Regions from separate parts of the Mus musculus genome. Here all the other regions are linked to region 3. The links are chromatin contacts, called in public Micro-C and promoter capture Hi-C maps. All regions are on one chromosome and are shown on one strand. Each heading gives the region's core, a stretch centred on a gene start, on an enhancer-like site or on the middle of the called end of the contact. The rest is flanking DNA. Distances are from core to core; before and after follow the strand shown.

What was found. A called contact is a pair of places that touch in the nucleus more often than the background predicts. Capture Hi-C pulls out chosen DNA fragments and counts their contacts.
Region 1: a promoter capture Hi-C map of adipose tissue shows a contact between it and region 3. The contact joins two enhancer-like sites. A contact is called at or near these places in 3 of 39 promoter capture datasets (the SN4741 cell line, hippocampal neurons and macrophages), 2 of 484 Hi-C or Micro-C datasets (the AML12 cell line and centroblasts), 2 of 115 datasets of contacts at active chromatin or transcription factors (T-cell acute lymphoblastic leukemia and pancreatic cancer cells) and 4 of 9 other capture datasets (adipose tissue, embryonic stem cells, liver and 1 more).
Region 2: a contact with region 3 is called in a Micro-C map of palatal mesenchyme, with 3 times the contacts expected there. The contact joins two enhancer-like sites. A contact is called at or near these places in 1 of 15 datasets of contacts at CTCF or cohesin (embryonic stem cells), 17 of 484 Hi-C or Micro-C datasets (the 63-12 cell line, B cells, ECoMG myeloid progenitors and 11 more), 10 of 115 datasets of contacts at active chromatin or transcription factors (bone marrow-derived dendritic cells, bone marrow-derived macrophages, craniofacial prominence and 5 more) and 4 of 9 other capture datasets (adipose tissue, embryonic stem cells, liver and 1 more).

Annotation. Positions count from the first base shown.
Region 1 is chr12:112,914,711-112,919,645 of GRCm38.p6, forward strand. Jag2 (jagged 2) reads right to left here. Exons shown (of 26, transcript NM_010588.2): 6 at 2,099-2,229; 7 at 1,894-2,013; 8 at 1,624-1,737; 9 at 1,170-1,283; 10 at 895-1,008; 11 at 761-807; 12 at 488-661. Among named protein-coding and RNA genes, the nearest start is that of Mir6941, 3.4 kb to the right of the region's middle. Within about 2 kb of position 2,956, at least 47 of the 459 cell types and tissues checked have an H3K27ac peak or open chromatin away from gene starts, as enhancers often do. A contact at or near this core is called in adipose tissue, where this site is marked.
Region 2 is chr12:112,957,105-112,961,656 of GRCm38.p6, forward strand. It overlaps Brf1 (BRF1, RNA polymerase III transcription initiation factor 90 kDa subunit), which reads right to left. Exons shown (of 18, transcript NM_028193.3): 17 at 4,006-4,177; 18 at 2,758-3,254. The coding sequence ends at 3,217. Among named protein-coding and RNA genes, the nearest start is that of Gm26583, 5.1 kb to the left of the region's middle. Within about 2 kb of position 1,382, at least 67 of the 459 cell types and tissues checked have an H3K27ac peak or open chromatin away from gene starts, as enhancers often do. A contact at or near this core is called in B cells, muscle stem cells, palatal mesenchyme and 1 more, where this site is marked.
Region 3 is chr12:112,739,782-112,744,786 of GRCm38.p6, forward strand. It overlaps Cep170b (centrosomal protein 170B), which reads left to right. Exons shown (of 19, transcript NM_001024602.3): 13 at 993-1,230; 14 at 3,172-3,331; 15 at 3,622-3,765; 16 at 3,889-3,977; 17 at 4,289-4,382; 18 at 4,742-4,793; 19 at 4,884-5,005. Among named protein-coding and RNA genes, the nearest start is that of Mir6940, 9.0 kb to the left of the region's middle. Within about 2 kb of position 3,565, at least 128 of the 459 cell types and tissues checked have an H3K27ac peak or open chromatin away from gene starts, as enhancers often do. A contact at or near this core is called in B cells, adipose tissue, muscle stem cells and 2 more, where this site is marked.

The sequences.
Region 1 (4,935 bases), core at 1,706-4,205, 170 kb after region 3:
TCCACAGCAGCCAAGCTTCCTCTGCCTCCCACAGACAGCATCCGGTTTTGGCTCCTCCCGCCGGCAGGAAGGCCAGCTTCTGACCCCCATGTTGCCAGGCTGCCCTCAGAGCCAAGAGAGGTCCTTCCTACAGCCAGCACCACCATGCTCTGGGGACCCGAAGTCAGAGGCCTCTGCCACGGGCCACTAAGAAGCCCACAAGGCCAGAGCAAAACCATGTGTAGCTCAGGACAAGGGAGATCACCCAACAGGGGTCAGGGTAGCAGCCGTGTGGAAAATCACCCGTTTCTTCCCAGGCCCACCCTTGACCCATGATGTCCACACATAAAATATGCAATTCTGCCTTTGGGGGTCCTTCTTGCAGGCTTCCCCTCTGCACGGTCCCATACAGGGAGTGAAGCATATAAGATTGTTGAGACAAGGGACAAGCCTGGCTTTGGTGACCCTCCTAGACAGGGCTCCCACCAAAGCCCCTCTAGGTTATTACCTCACAGTGCAGCCCAGAGAGGCCCCGTGGGCAGTGGCAGCGGAAGCCATCCACCAGGTCCTCACAGATGCCACCCCGGCGGCAGGGGCTGCTGGCACACTTGTCGTACTCTAGTTCGCAATGGCGACCTCCAAAGCCCCGCGGGCACACACACTGGTACCCATTGACCAGGTCCTAGGTGTGTGGACAGGTGGGTGGGTGAGCGAACCTCATACAACCCTGCCTGCCTCCTCCAGCCACATTCCACCCTCCCAGACTTGGCAGCCCCCTTACCTTGCAGGTGCCCCCATGCTGACACTGCCCATGGCAATCGTTGATGTCTGGAGGCAGAAGGGCATGCGGGTGGGGTCAGGGGGGCCCTCTGTGCTCCCCAGCCCCGCCCACCGGCGCCGCCCACCCATACTGACTGATTTGGCAGTTGATGCCCTTCCAGCCCGGGAGGCAATCACAGTAATAGCCGCCAATCAGGTTTTTGCAAGAAAAAGCATTAAGGCACGGCTTCCCTTCACACTCATTGGCGTCTGTGAATGAGACAAGGGAGCTGTGGGGCTCGGGCCCCACTCACCCACTGGGCCCTGCACCTGACGCCCGCAGCCCCAGCAGTGCCAGCAGCAGCAGCAGCAGCAGCCACATGCACAGCACACAACCCATGCACAGACAGTCCCCCCCAGGGAGCCCTTACCCAGCTGGCAAGTAGCCCCCACCCACTGCTCCGGGCAGATGCACTCGAAGCCGTCCACCTGATCCACGCAGGTACCACCCGCTGCACATGGGTTAGAGGCACACTCATCAATGTCTGCAGTGGGGGAGGAGGAAGAGAGAGAATGAAAAAGAGGTAGGTAGGTAAGGGTGTGGCCAGCAAATGAGAGGACGAAGTCAACGGGTACAGACTATGGCCAGTGAACGTGGGATCGTGTCTAGTTAGTGTAGACCCATGGACAGAGGACATGGGGTGTGGTCAGTGAGTAGGGACACAGTACACGGGGTCTCAGTCTGCAGCAGGGAGTCACAGTCCCATGTAAAGCAGCAGGAACCGATTGTTTGGCTGCAGTGTCTGCTGTGCAGCGGATTCAACCACTCTGTCCACACCCCGAAGTGCTACCCACTCCTACCTTGTGAAGCCCCCAGACACTCACCGAGCGCACAGGTGGGTCCGTTCCATCCTGACGGACAGTGGCATTCAAAGCCAGATGGCACTTCGTGGCAAGAGCCCCCATTGGCACACGGGTTGGAGGCACAGGCGTGCTCAGCTGCAGAACCAGAACATGAGTGGAGCGATGCCCACTGAACTTGAGCACGCTTCCCCGAGCCCACCAGACCCAGAGTTCACAGGGGTACAGCCCACTGTACAAGGCAGTGAAGAAAGGCCTCAGCCAGGCTCCCCGAGAGACAGCATTCCAACCTACCCCGCTCGCAGTTCTTGCCCAAGTAGCCATCTGGGCAGGCGCAGAGGTATTGGTCAGGCTCAGCATTGATGCAGGTACCCCCGTTGACACAGGGGTGGTGGCTGCCACAGTAGTTCAGGTCTGGGCACAAGGGTAGGGCTCTCAGGGATGGGCCCAGTGTCAGAGCTTAAGGCCTGGCCCTGCCCACTGCCCACCATCTCTCTACCTTTGTCACAGAGCAGGCCACCCCAGTTGGTCTCACAGTCACAGTGCCAGGGCTCCACACAGCTGCCATGCACGCAGCCAGGGTAGGGGACACACTCGTCACAGAACTTGCCCTGCCAGCCGTAGCTGCACCTGGGGGACCGAGCGACGAGGCCATCAGCCGGGCAGATGAGGAAGGGGCATGGGAGGCAGGCACAGAAGTGCAGGCTACCCCTACTGGGTGGTGGTCCCAGAGAACAGCTCTGAACCAAGCAGGGGTTACGGCCTGCCGGCCAGTCTCGCTGTCACAGGCATTCCCGGCCACTGGCCGAGATGGTCAGCCCAGCTGTCCCGTCACTCCCCCTGAGCTATTCTAGGACTCAGCTCTGAGCCAGGCGCCTGGAAGGAAGGCCCAGCCGGGGGAGGCCCAGGGGTACAGTGCCAGGTGCTGCTCACCAGGTGCTGCTGGGACACAGCAGCAACTGGGATCTGAGAGGGATGAAGAGGCATCAGGAGAGATCCTAGCTACCCTGGTCCAAGGGCTCTGTGACCTTGGGTGCCGCCCATATCCTCACTGCTACTCAAGGGCAGAGGTTTCTCTGACTCCTAGGACAGTCCAACCCAGTGGCTGCCCAGCCAGCCCTATGGGAGCGCCACACTGAGTGGGGCTGAACCCAACACATAGACCCGAAGACCTCGTCAGAGGCCGTAATCTTACGACCTGGCTCTGACCACACTGGGGACTAGTGTAGCCTCTGGGGAGTCCCTCAGGATGTAAGTAGGTGGCCAGCACAGAACCAGCAGGTGCGAGAGTACAGGGCTCCAGTAGGGCTGCCCTCTGGGCCCTGGACAAGACTCTGGGGGCCCCTTCCTTAAAGGCTAAGGTCCTGTGGGGCAGGAATGACGTGCAGGCCACGTCACTTCCACGCTGACACCCGCCACAGGAGTTATTTTTATAGAAGGAAAAACCACAGCCCTTCCTGAGCTGCCCTGGAGCCACGCACACAGGCACTTATCAGCCCGGCTCACCCAGGCTCACATAGGGAAACTGAGGCTGGCTCCAGGGTCCAGCCCGGAACGTCCAAGGCAGGTCCACAGTAGGCCTCCCCTGTCTCTACTTGGGAGTCTTCTCTCCAGGTGATACGGGGAGTCGAGGGGCAGAGAGGGCTGGGACTAGCCTTGGGTCATTCACCAGGGAACACCAAGGCTAGCTTTGAGCCCAGACCCCGTGAGCCCCAAGGGCAGGTTCTCCACCCTGGGCGGGCCATCCCACACCAGACCCCACCTTGTGGCTTTCCTGCCAGCCGTTCCAGGGCCTGGGGAGGGTGGCAGGAAAGCACGGCCATCTCCGCAGTAGCATCCGGCTGGGGAGGGGTGTCCTCTGCTGAAACCTGAGCTCTGGACAGCAGGAGGCCACTTGGCCTCACCCTCTGGCCCAGGGAGAGGGTGGCACTCACCTACCACCCCCTACCCTTGCTTTCCTCCCCAGGGCTCCTGCCTGTGTGCTACCCACAGCCTTTCTGCACGGAGGGACGGAGGGACGTTGCCTCATCTTTCATCTCCCTCCAGCACTGACCACTTTGGGATGCTGCTGGTATAGCCGCCAAGATACCGTAATATACCTTGGGCTACAGAGTGAGTGTGGGGTTAAGAGTAGGCTCCTGTGTTTACCACCAGTGGGGCACATCTGCCCAGAACCCACGCCCAACTCCAGCACACTGCTCAGAGCCGGGCTGTGAAAGACTGCACTGGGGCAGAGGGCTGTGTGGATGGACGATTTCTGCTGCCTGTCCCACCCCCCATCTCCCTCCTTGGATGTGGCTCCTGGAGTAAGAAGCCAGCCCATCCTGAGACAGGTGCTCCTTGCACTGCCTTGAGTCCTGCCAAGACTGTCTGAAACCACACTGTGTGCAAGTGGCACCTGGGATGTCTCCACTGCACACCCATCTCTTTCTGCCCAGGGACCAGCCTAGCTGCTGAACACATCACTAATGCCACTATACAACCCCTCCCCCAGCCCATCTCAACTCCCCAACTCCCTGGCCAGCCTCTCCCGACCAAACAGTACACGTCCCCATCGTCCTCATCCGAAAACACACGAGGTATACCCACTGCTCAGAGGGCACCCAGGGACAGTGAGAACCAGGATGGCAGGAGGGCCTTGGCAGGCCTACTGCTGTGGCTCCCCTGAGTCTAAGATGCTCATCTCTAACTCTTTTCCTACACCCTCCAACCCCCTGGGCCCCCACGTTCCCAACTCACACATCCCAGGGTGCCGACCTTTGCCTCTCTCTATCCTCTACCCCTAACTTAGCCTCATCACCTCCATCACCTTCATGAGCCCCAATGGCTTCTACTCTGCTCTGGGCTGCAGGATCCCCTCTCTGTCCTCCTCACCTGTCTGTCTACATGCCTCCAAGTGCTGCAGGCCAAGCCATTCCCAGCCCCTCCTCTCCACCTGACTCTGTGCTGCCTTAAGGCCAGGCCTGTCCAATGCGCCCTGCTTGGCACACACTAGCCCGCCTCTCTGACAATCATCCCTACCTCAGCCACCACAAATCCATGGTTTAGTGGCTCAAGCTAGCAGGTTTACAGCTCCTGCTTGACTGCACCCCCCTCCTCCTAAACCAAACTCATCATCAAATTCCTATTCCTCAGAACGTCTGCAGGTCCATCCCACCCCTCCACCCCACTGGCCCATTGCTCTCTTCTTCCTCACTGCCACGCTGTGTGGTTCTCCTCAGCCTCTCTTGATAGGGCTCCTCTTCCCCCTAAGCCTCTCTCTGCAGAATCATGTCAGTTTCTCCCACTAGCACGCCACGGTGACTTCCTACTGTGTTCACCTGGGCACCAGATTCC
Region 2 (4,552 bases), core at 132-2,631, 220 kb after region 3:
AGACTGGAAGGACTCCCAAGAAACCACCCTAGACCCAGTTCCAGCTACTGCCTAAAAGTCCATTGTCCACAGCTCCTGAGTTGGCCTTGGAAAAGGGAAAGAGAGAAAGAGGGAGTCCATTGGTTTTAGATTGGGACCCTGTCTGGTGTGCACACTTGAGCACCCAGAGCTCTACTGCTCTATGCTGAGAAGAGAGCAATTAGAACCCAGGCTATCCATCATGCAGGAAGCAATCTCCATGAGGTACCAAACAGTCTCCCTTTACTTAACTCCTGCTCTACACCTCTTAGAAGGGAGGCCAGAGAGAAATTCTGGGTCTAACAGGTATCCTAAGATGCACGTACCCCACTACTCCACTTCCTCACTAACACCATTGAGGCCCTGCTTCCCTGGTCTCTGGAGTTTCTTGTAGGGTACCTACCATCTAGAGGTATTACAGAGGCAAAGATATATCCAGCTAGATCCATGCCCATTCCATGTATTCTCTCACACTGTCAAGGTGTATCCATCCCCTGGTCCTAGACAGGTATCTGGGCAAAGGATGTGGCCAAACCTCAGTCTCCACCTTCTAACTATGTATAAAAGGAGTGCCCCAACCCCACCCCACACAGGGCTTGTTCCACTCCTGCTCAGTAGTGTACAGAGGACAAAGCACCTGATCAGAGAACCCAGGTCCAGGGCAGGCTGGACAGGCTTCTCAATGGGTACAATAGCTCAGGAGGGAACAGCTCCAAGTGGGAACAGTGCCTCACAGCCTTGCACGGCTGCAACTTCTCATTCTGTGGCCCAGTTCCCTCTAAAGACAGAAACACGCTCTGCCAAGCCTCACATGTCTAGGTTTACAGGAACCTTGCTGACTGCTACTGTATTGCCCCAGTGATCCTCAGTTTGCAGAGGATGGTGGCAACCATGAAGTACTAGGTTCCTCAGTTTAGGGGGCTGGCAAGACACTTGGATAGTGTACCATACATGTAGTGTCCCCTGCACCTCCCTCCTCCTGGCAGGAAGACAGAAGGCAGAGGAGGCTGGGAGATATAAGCTATCCTGTCTGCTCAGCACTCAAGTGTGCATACCACACAGAGTCTCAGTCTAGAATCCAGGATCCAATGGATTCCCTCATTTCCTAATTCCCTCTTCTAAGGTCCAGTGTGGTAAGGACTAGTTTTTCCCAGGAGGCTATCTGAGGCACTGCTCTGCACTCTGAGAAGACCCCAGGCAGGAGGATTCTGTTGTGATAACCCCAGTCAGAAAAAGCAGGCAGAGATGGACTAATTGCATGCACAGTGGGGTCATCCAGACCCAGTGCTCCTTGAGCTTCACACTAGTGCTGCTCATAGACACACACAAGGCTATGACCTCAGCTCAGAAGCATCCTGCCCATTTCACGGCTGCCCCCTACTGGGCCCTTCCTCCTCAACACCCGGCTCTCCCCAACCCAGGTCCCACATTTCAGGACACACACACACACACACACACACACACACACACACACACACACTTTGCTACTCACCTATCTCCTACGGACTGTCCTCACTCAGCACTGTCCACCTCCCTACACCCCTGTGTTCTAACTCTATCCGTGGTAGTGAGCAACTCATCTAACTACCTTACAAGAGCGCTCCAGCCTTCCCGGCCCTTGCTCCATTTTCCAGACCTTTCCTCCTGCTGGCTCCTGGGCAGACAAGGCACAGCTGGGGAGCAGGCCTCCTCCCACTTCTCCTCCCAGGGCACTTGGTTCTTTTTCCTGAGCTCCCACCTCCCACCCCTCACCCTGTACTCTCTCCATGCCACAGGCAAGTCCTGCTGTATAAAAACGTACAAACATACTAAAACTGTTCTCCCCTACCACAGTTGTGATCTCACTTCTGGGAAGGGCCTTTGAGCCTGGTTCCATATCCCCATACACAATCCCAAAGCATCGTGCAGTCTTTCCGTCACAATCACTTCCTACCTGTCTGACCATCCACTCATCTGCAGCCGCCACAACTCACCACCTCAGGCCTGGCCCCCACAACTCACCACCTCAGGCCTGGCCCCCACAACTCACCACCTCAGGCCTGGCCCCCACAACTCACCACCTCAGGCCTGGCCCCACAACTCACCACCTCAGGCCTGGCCCCCACAACTCACCACCTCAGGCCTGGCCCCCACAACTCACCACCTCAGGCCTGGCCCCCACAACTCACCACCTCAGGCCTGGCCCCCACAACTCACCACCTCAGGCCTGGCCCCCACAACTCACCACCTCAGGCCTGGCCCCACCTCCTGATCTGAAAGCCAAGTGGTCTGCATGCAAGGCTGCATCCAGGGAAGGGAGGCCGGAGTTAACTGCACCGAGGGCACTCTGTAGACCTTCTCGTGAAGAGGCCCAGGAGACAGCTTGCAGGCTTCTTGGCAGAGGGTTCTGTGCAGGAGGACTAAAGGTTCATTCTAACTGATGGGGCAGGGCCAGAACTCCACACAGACTGTGCTAGACATCAACAGGAAGCTGCACACAGGTGTACATGGCCTGCTGGTCTCACTTCCTGGGTGCTGCTGATAAACCTCACTAAGACGCTACTGGGTAGCCACAAGGACTCGTCCTAAGCAGGAGGCTGAGGCCTAAGATGCTCCGGGCAGTTCAAGACAATGAATGGACACCGGGAACGGTAGGAAGCATCCTGCCTGCAGGAAGCTGATGTGAAGTTAAAGGCACAGACCCCAGACTATGGTTGCCTAGTATAGAGAAATAACTGCCACATGTCTCTTGCTTAATACCTCTCTCCAGGATGGGAAGGACAGGGCAGAGAACACTGGCAGCAGGCTAAGCTGGCTGGACTTCTTGACTGAAGCCCTTGTGCTTCAATTTCCTAACGACAGGAGGACACAGTGCCTGCCTGGGGATTGCTGGTAAACAGTCACTAGCAGGCCAGGCCACGAAGTGGGATCCAGACCCAGCTACTCTCTGACCATGTTTCATTACACATAAACACACAGCTAGTTTCCCTTGCTGGGCAAAAATATCCCTTCCATTGCTCAAAACATGATTCCCAATAGTAAGTACAATGGTCCACAATGTAGCCACAGGAAGAGAGCTTCAAATAAGTGGGGCAGTGCTTGACTGGTAGAGTCTCAGAAATCATTCCTATGAGCCGTGGCCCCAGGGCCCATCTGACACCCATAAAACAGATACACTTGGAGTCCAGCACCAGGACGCTGCCTGGCCTTGAGTTCCACTCAGTAGCCATCATCTTCATCACCATCACAGCCGTAATCTGCAAAACAAAGGACAGCAGTGGATGTTCTCCTGGCCCAGCTCCCAGCCCCATCCCCACTGCTCACCTCACAGACCCCACCAACTGAAAACACCATTTCAATCTATCCCAGCTGCCTGCAGGGATGGGGGACTGGTGTGTGCCCTGTGGGGCAGCCTTGGCTCCTTGCTGGGCACTACAAATAGTATGGCTAAGCCATGACACTCACTGTCTACTGGCTGAGCAGCCCCTTGCTGACTCCCAACAAGCCCAGAAAGCATGCCCTGATTCACTGCAGATGCCTCATTGCTCTGTGAGCTGGGCCCTAGTCTTTGCCTTGATTCTCCTAGCATATTCAAGGGCCTCAGAATAGGGCTGGAGAGATGGCTCAGCGGTTAAGAGCACTGACTAATCTTCCAAAGGTCCTGAGTTCAAATCCCAGCAACCACATGGTGGCTCACAACCATCTGTAATGAGATCTGACACCCTCTTCTGGTATCTGAAGACAGCTACAGTTTACTTTGATATAATAATAAATAAATCTTTAAAAGAGAGAGAGAGAGAAAGAAAAAGGAAAAAAAGGGGCCTCAGAATCAATATGGCCAATTTTCATGTCCTAGTTCAAATTCCTTCTTTTGCAGAGAGAAACTTAGTTTGTAGCCAATAGGGGTCATATTTGGAAACTACTCAGGTAAATGGCTATGTCTTTTTGTCTCTGGATATCCCTTCAAAAGTTCCTCTACTGTGCCCACAACCATGTGGCCCTACCCACCATTGCCACCCATCATCTGCAGAGCACTGACGCAGGGCTCTCCATCCTCGTCCTCGGCGTCCTCCTCATCTGCATCCTCCTCAGGATGGTACGACACAGGGCCACTCTCTACCAAGACTGCTGATGGCTTGATTGGCTCTGCTCCCAAGGCAGGAGAACTTAAGAGTAAGGCCTGGAAGAGAGAGAGGGCAGGGCTCCGGAATGAGAGCAGAGGGTGGCAATCCTCCTGACTCTAAGGGATCCTCAGGTCCTCTCAGTCTGGGCATGGGCACCCCTCACAGTTCCTGTTCCTGACCCACATCTGAGCTGGGCTAAGAAGTCCCAGCCCTCCTTTTTCCAAAGTTATCAACTGTGGTATGGAATCTAGCCTTCGCCCACTCTAGTCCACAGTGGAGATTAGCTCACCCTCAGTCCCAGAATAACAGCATATAACTGGCCTTTACCACCTGCCTGCTCCACTTTTGTGATCCAGAAGCCCTCACTCTCCGGGCTTCAGGATTCTCTCCTGGAGCCCAGCCAGCATTGCAGCAGCAACCAGCTGGGCCTC
Region 3 (5,005 bases), core at 2,315-4,814:
GTTCTCTGGCGCCTGTCCTCTGTGCTGAAGCCCCAGTGAAGGGTGTCTATCTAATGAGAGCCCCTATCAAACCCTTGAATGGCCACAGAGCCCTGGCCTGAGAGGACTGTCAGTCTACATGAACAGACCTCTGCCCCATCCCCTGAGTTACGTGTGTACAGTAAGAAGAGACACACTATCTGAGCTGTCAGAGCTGGCCCCATTTCTGGAGTGGATGGTGACCTGTCCATCTAGCCTCTGTCCCACCACATCAAGGGAGCTGTGCTGTGCCCGAGGATTGAGTGGATTGGTTTGAGCCAAGGTGCCGCAGCCCCACTACTTGCCCTTGCTGTCCCCAGCTGATCCCACTTACCCCCCTACCTCCCAGCATCTTCACATAGACCTCCTGCCTGCTGGGACCACTGGGTGGGGATGTCTGCTTGGCAGAAATTGCTTGTCCCTCACCTGCCAGCACTGCTGAGCATGCAGGCCCCGTCCAGCCCTCATCCAAAGTGCATTTGCTGTTGATGCTGGTTGGGACTCAAAACAGCTCTAAGCAAGGAATCTAAGATTCTACCCAGGCAGCCATACCTAAGGATGTAGGTCTGATGAAGGCTGTGGGAACCTGGCTTGGACTGGCAATGGTCTGACCTCACTCACCTGTGTGAGCCAGCTTTGTGGTGCCATATCTGGTCCCTGTGTGTGGCTTACCTCATTATCTGCCCAGCATCCTTTCCTGGTGCCCAGAGAGATGCTCTCATCTCATCGGGCACAGCCGGTTACCACTCTGCCCCTTCCCTGCCCCCTGGATGCTGCACTGACCCCAGGAGTGCCCAGTCCCTGGCCCTGCATGTCCTTTGGGCTGGGGGTGCTTCTGCTAGGGGCTTCTGAGGACAGCTGTGATGCACCTGTCCTGCAGCACGGGGCCCTCATCCTGAGGGACCCTGAGGCTACCGAGGCACTGAGTGTTCTCTGTTCTGTTCTCGCTTCTGAATCCAAACCACTCACTCAAGACACGAGGCGTCGGCAGCAGGGTTCGGATTACACGTCCACCTCCGAGGAGGAGTATGGGTCCCACCACAGCTCCCCTAAACACACACGCTCCCATGCCTCAACAGCCACACAGACCCCAAGGGGCAGCAGCTCTACCCGGGCTCGCTCCCAGGGCCCCCGAGACACAGATGATGACGAGGAAGAGCCTGACCCCTACGGCTTCATCGTGCAGACAGCAGAGATCGCAGAGATTGCTAGGTGAGTGACCAGTCAGGGCCAGGCCAGAGGCCCCCTCCCTTGGCTGAGAGCAGCCTAAGGGCCAGGGCTAGGCTGGGCTTCTGACCCTGAGTAGATTTAGAGATTATTTGGTGGGTGGTGGCTATGTGAGTGGGTGGGTGGGTGGATGAGACCCCCTGGTGCCATGCCTTTAATCTCAGCACTTGGGAGGGAGAGGCAGGCAGATCTCTGTGAGTTTGAGGCCAGCCTTGTCTACAGAGTGAGTTCGTTCTAGAACAGCCAGGGCTACGCAGAGAAATCCTGTCTCAAAATCAATAACAGCAACAACAAAGAGGTGTATAAATGAATAAATGAGTGGGTATGTGGATGGATGGATTAGTCACTAGGCGATGGCTCAGTTGATGAGTAGATATTTGGATGGATGGGTGGATGGATAGGTGGACCGGTGGGTGTCTCTCTAGGAGGGCGGGGAACTTTGGGTTCAAGGAGCTAGTGTGACCACAGTTTATTCCAAATAAACTTCCTCATGAGGCCATTCTTTGGGATGTGTTCTGGGAAAGGGTGTGTGGAGATGGATCTAGCTGGCTATGGCCAGTGTCCTGGTGCCCAGGCACTGGAAAGCTTGTAGAGATGTCCCCTAGGAACAAGGTGGACCTCAGGAATTTTGTTGAGGTTGCTGTTCTTGAGAGCTCTTGAGACACTGAGAAGGTGACCAGAAACAGATGGCCCTCATGAGTGGCCCATGTGTGGATGGGGGCACAGTTACTGTAACCTCACAGGCAGAAGCTGAGGCCGTGGTAGAATGAGGTCACATAGAGGACAGGGTAAGAGAGATGGGTTGACAAAGAGGGTCCTCCTGAGAGGCAGGCGGGGTGTACGGGAGGATGTATGGCCCTTGAGTGAGACCCAAAGGGACAAAGGCTCCTCAGGTCTCAGTATAAGAAGGAGCAGGAAGAGGTGTGGCCCGTGTGGGCTTCTCAAGCTCTGGTGTGCCTTCCTGGTGGGCCCAGGAGACTGCTGCAGTTTCCCTGTAGAAAGAGGCCCCAAGAGAAGCAGCACAGGAAGAAGTGGGAACATTTGGAGGTTTGGTGTCACCTAGAGTCAGGGGGACCTGCTTCTGTGCTCTCTTGATGTCAGAACCATGAGAAGCCTGGGTCACCCATCTGGGGAACCATGACGAAGCTTTTGGAGAGAGGCAGGTATGGCAAAGGCCTAGGATGCAGGTCCTACGTAGACCCAAGAGGAGAGTCGTAGGATACCCTAAGTCTGGAGCTGAGGGTTCAAGTGTGTGGATCATGGTGGTAATGAGCCTGAAGAACTGTGAAGGCAAGAGAGAGGATGTGGGCCCTTCAGGGACCTCCCTAAAGACGGGGCTGGCCATGTGTCCAGGAACCTAGTTAGACTGGTGTCCTCAAAGCAGCAAGCCCAGGGAATTGCTGCTGCCTACTTTGTCGTCTGTCTCCTGGCTGCCCAGGTGCCTCACTGGGACAAGCCCCAGGACCCTTGTCAGATGTGTGCTCCCCCATGGTGTGATCAGAACTTAGCTCTCAGCCATACTGGAAGAGCCACAAGGTCCCTCTACAACTCTGACCTTTGGACTCAGGAGCCCCTATTCACTCCTCCCGTGCCTCTGTTTCCTTGCTCACCAAGGTGGTGCCCATGCACTCTGAGGCTACGTTACATCCATTCTGGGAGGGCCTGATGGCCAGTGACTAGCTCTGGTGTGCAGGAAGAGGAGAACGTCTGGGGACCCTACGCTTCTGTCAGACCCCCACACACCCCAGGCCCAGCTCGGGCAGGCCATGTACCTCAGGCCCAGGCCTTTACCCAGCACAGCCTCAGGCAGTGGAGTTGGACCTGACTCTGCACAGGATGCTTGTGGGTCCTCACCGCCCTCCTCTGTGCACTGGGGCTCTCCCAAGAGGACCACTAGCAGAACTTGTTTTTTCCTGTTGGCTGCAGGCTAAGCCAGACACTAGTGAAGGATGTGGCCATCCTGGCCAGGGAGATCCATGATGTGGCTGGAGACGGGGACTCACTGGGCTCCCCAGGCCCCACTCGCAGCCCATCTCTCGGGAATGTGCCCAACACCCCTGCCTCAACCATCTCAGCCCGGGAAGAGGTGAGTTCAGGCCTCTCAAGGGCACATGCTCATCTGCCAGGGTCAAATCCACCATGTGCTTCTTGGTGTGAGGGCTGTAATAAGAATCCTTACAGAATCCCGAGAGCTTGTGCTGTGGAAACTTGTCCTTCCAAGGGAGTGGGCGTTGGGAGGGATCCGGAGCAGATGCAGACGGGCCCAGGCCTGTCACGTCCTGTTTTATCTCTTCTCTGACTGAAGCAGTGCAGGGGCTCACTGCACCCCCTAGTGGTTCCTCTGCATCAGCCGAGCCAATGCTCTGTTCTCTGCAGCTGGTACAGCGTATACCAGAGGCCAGCCTGAACTTCCAGAAAGTGCCGCCTGGCTCTATGAACTCTCACAACTTGGACCAGAACATGAATGACAGCCGAGACGATGCTCTGACCAACAAGACGAGGCCTCGGAACCGTGAGGAGGCACGGTGCCCCTCTGACATTGCGTAGCTGCGGGTTGGGGCGTGTCTTAGTGTCTGGATGGAGGCCAGCTAGCTGGGTGGAGAGGGGAGGGCCCCGGCCATACTAATGCCCAGGTCCTTCCAGGTGATCTTTGATAATCTGATGCTAAACCCGGTGTCCCAGCTGTCACATGCCATTCGTGAAAACACGGAGCATCTTGCTGAGAAGATGAAGTAAGCGGGTAGTCCCTGGGTGCCAACAGGTCACGTGTGCTGCATCTAGCAATAGTATGCAGCCTGATAGGTCACATGTGGGTAGCCAGTCTCTGTGTGTCTTCACTGCTCCCTGGGGTCGGGGCCCCATTGCTTCCTCTCTCTCTCTGGCCCTATCTGAGCTGTTCCCATCTGAGCATGAGGTAGCTAGCCACACTCCTGCTCCGGGTGTCAGTTTCCCTCTTGAATCAGCTCTACTATGGCCAGAGAATATCAGGGGAGCAGCTGTTCTGTGTTCTCTGTCACTGCCCTTGTCCCTGCTCCCCTCTCAGGGTCCTCTTCCAGAATACAGGCCGGGCCTGGGAGGACTTAGAGGCCAGAATCAACTCTGAGAATGAAGTACCCATCCTGAAGACATCCAACAAGGTGAGAGACAGAGACCCCATCCTTGAGCCTGGCCCCCCATCCTCGGGCCTGGCCCCCCATCCTTGGGCCTGGCCCCCCATCCTTGGGCCTGGCCCCCCATCCTCGGGCCTGGACCCTCATCCTTGAGCCTGGCCCCCCATCCTCGGGCCTGGACCCCCATCCTCGGGCCAGGACCCCCATCCTCGGGCCTGGACCTCTACCCTCGGGCCTGGACCCCCATCCTCCGGCCTGGCTCCCAGCCAGTGGGCGTTGCTGAGCTGGTCTGAGCCACATCCTTAATCCAAGTCCACCAGGAGGCCCTGGGGGCCCTGCATGTTCCTACTCTTGCCCTCCAACCTTCCTCCTCTCTGTCCTCCCAGGAAATCAGCTCCATCCTGAAGGAACTTCGACGCGTACAGAAGCAGTTAGAAGGTAGGTGTGGCCCAGACCTAGGGCAGGCAAGGGCGACCTCAGAGGCTTATAGCCAGATTCTCAACTGGACTCTTTGATCTCTTCCTCCAGTCATCAATGCCATCGTGGACCCCAGCTTGAACCTCGACCTACTGATGGGAAACAGGGCTCCTTCAGGGTCTGGCCAGCCAGGACTTGGGAAAGCCCGGCCAGCAGCTCAGAGCTCAACTTCA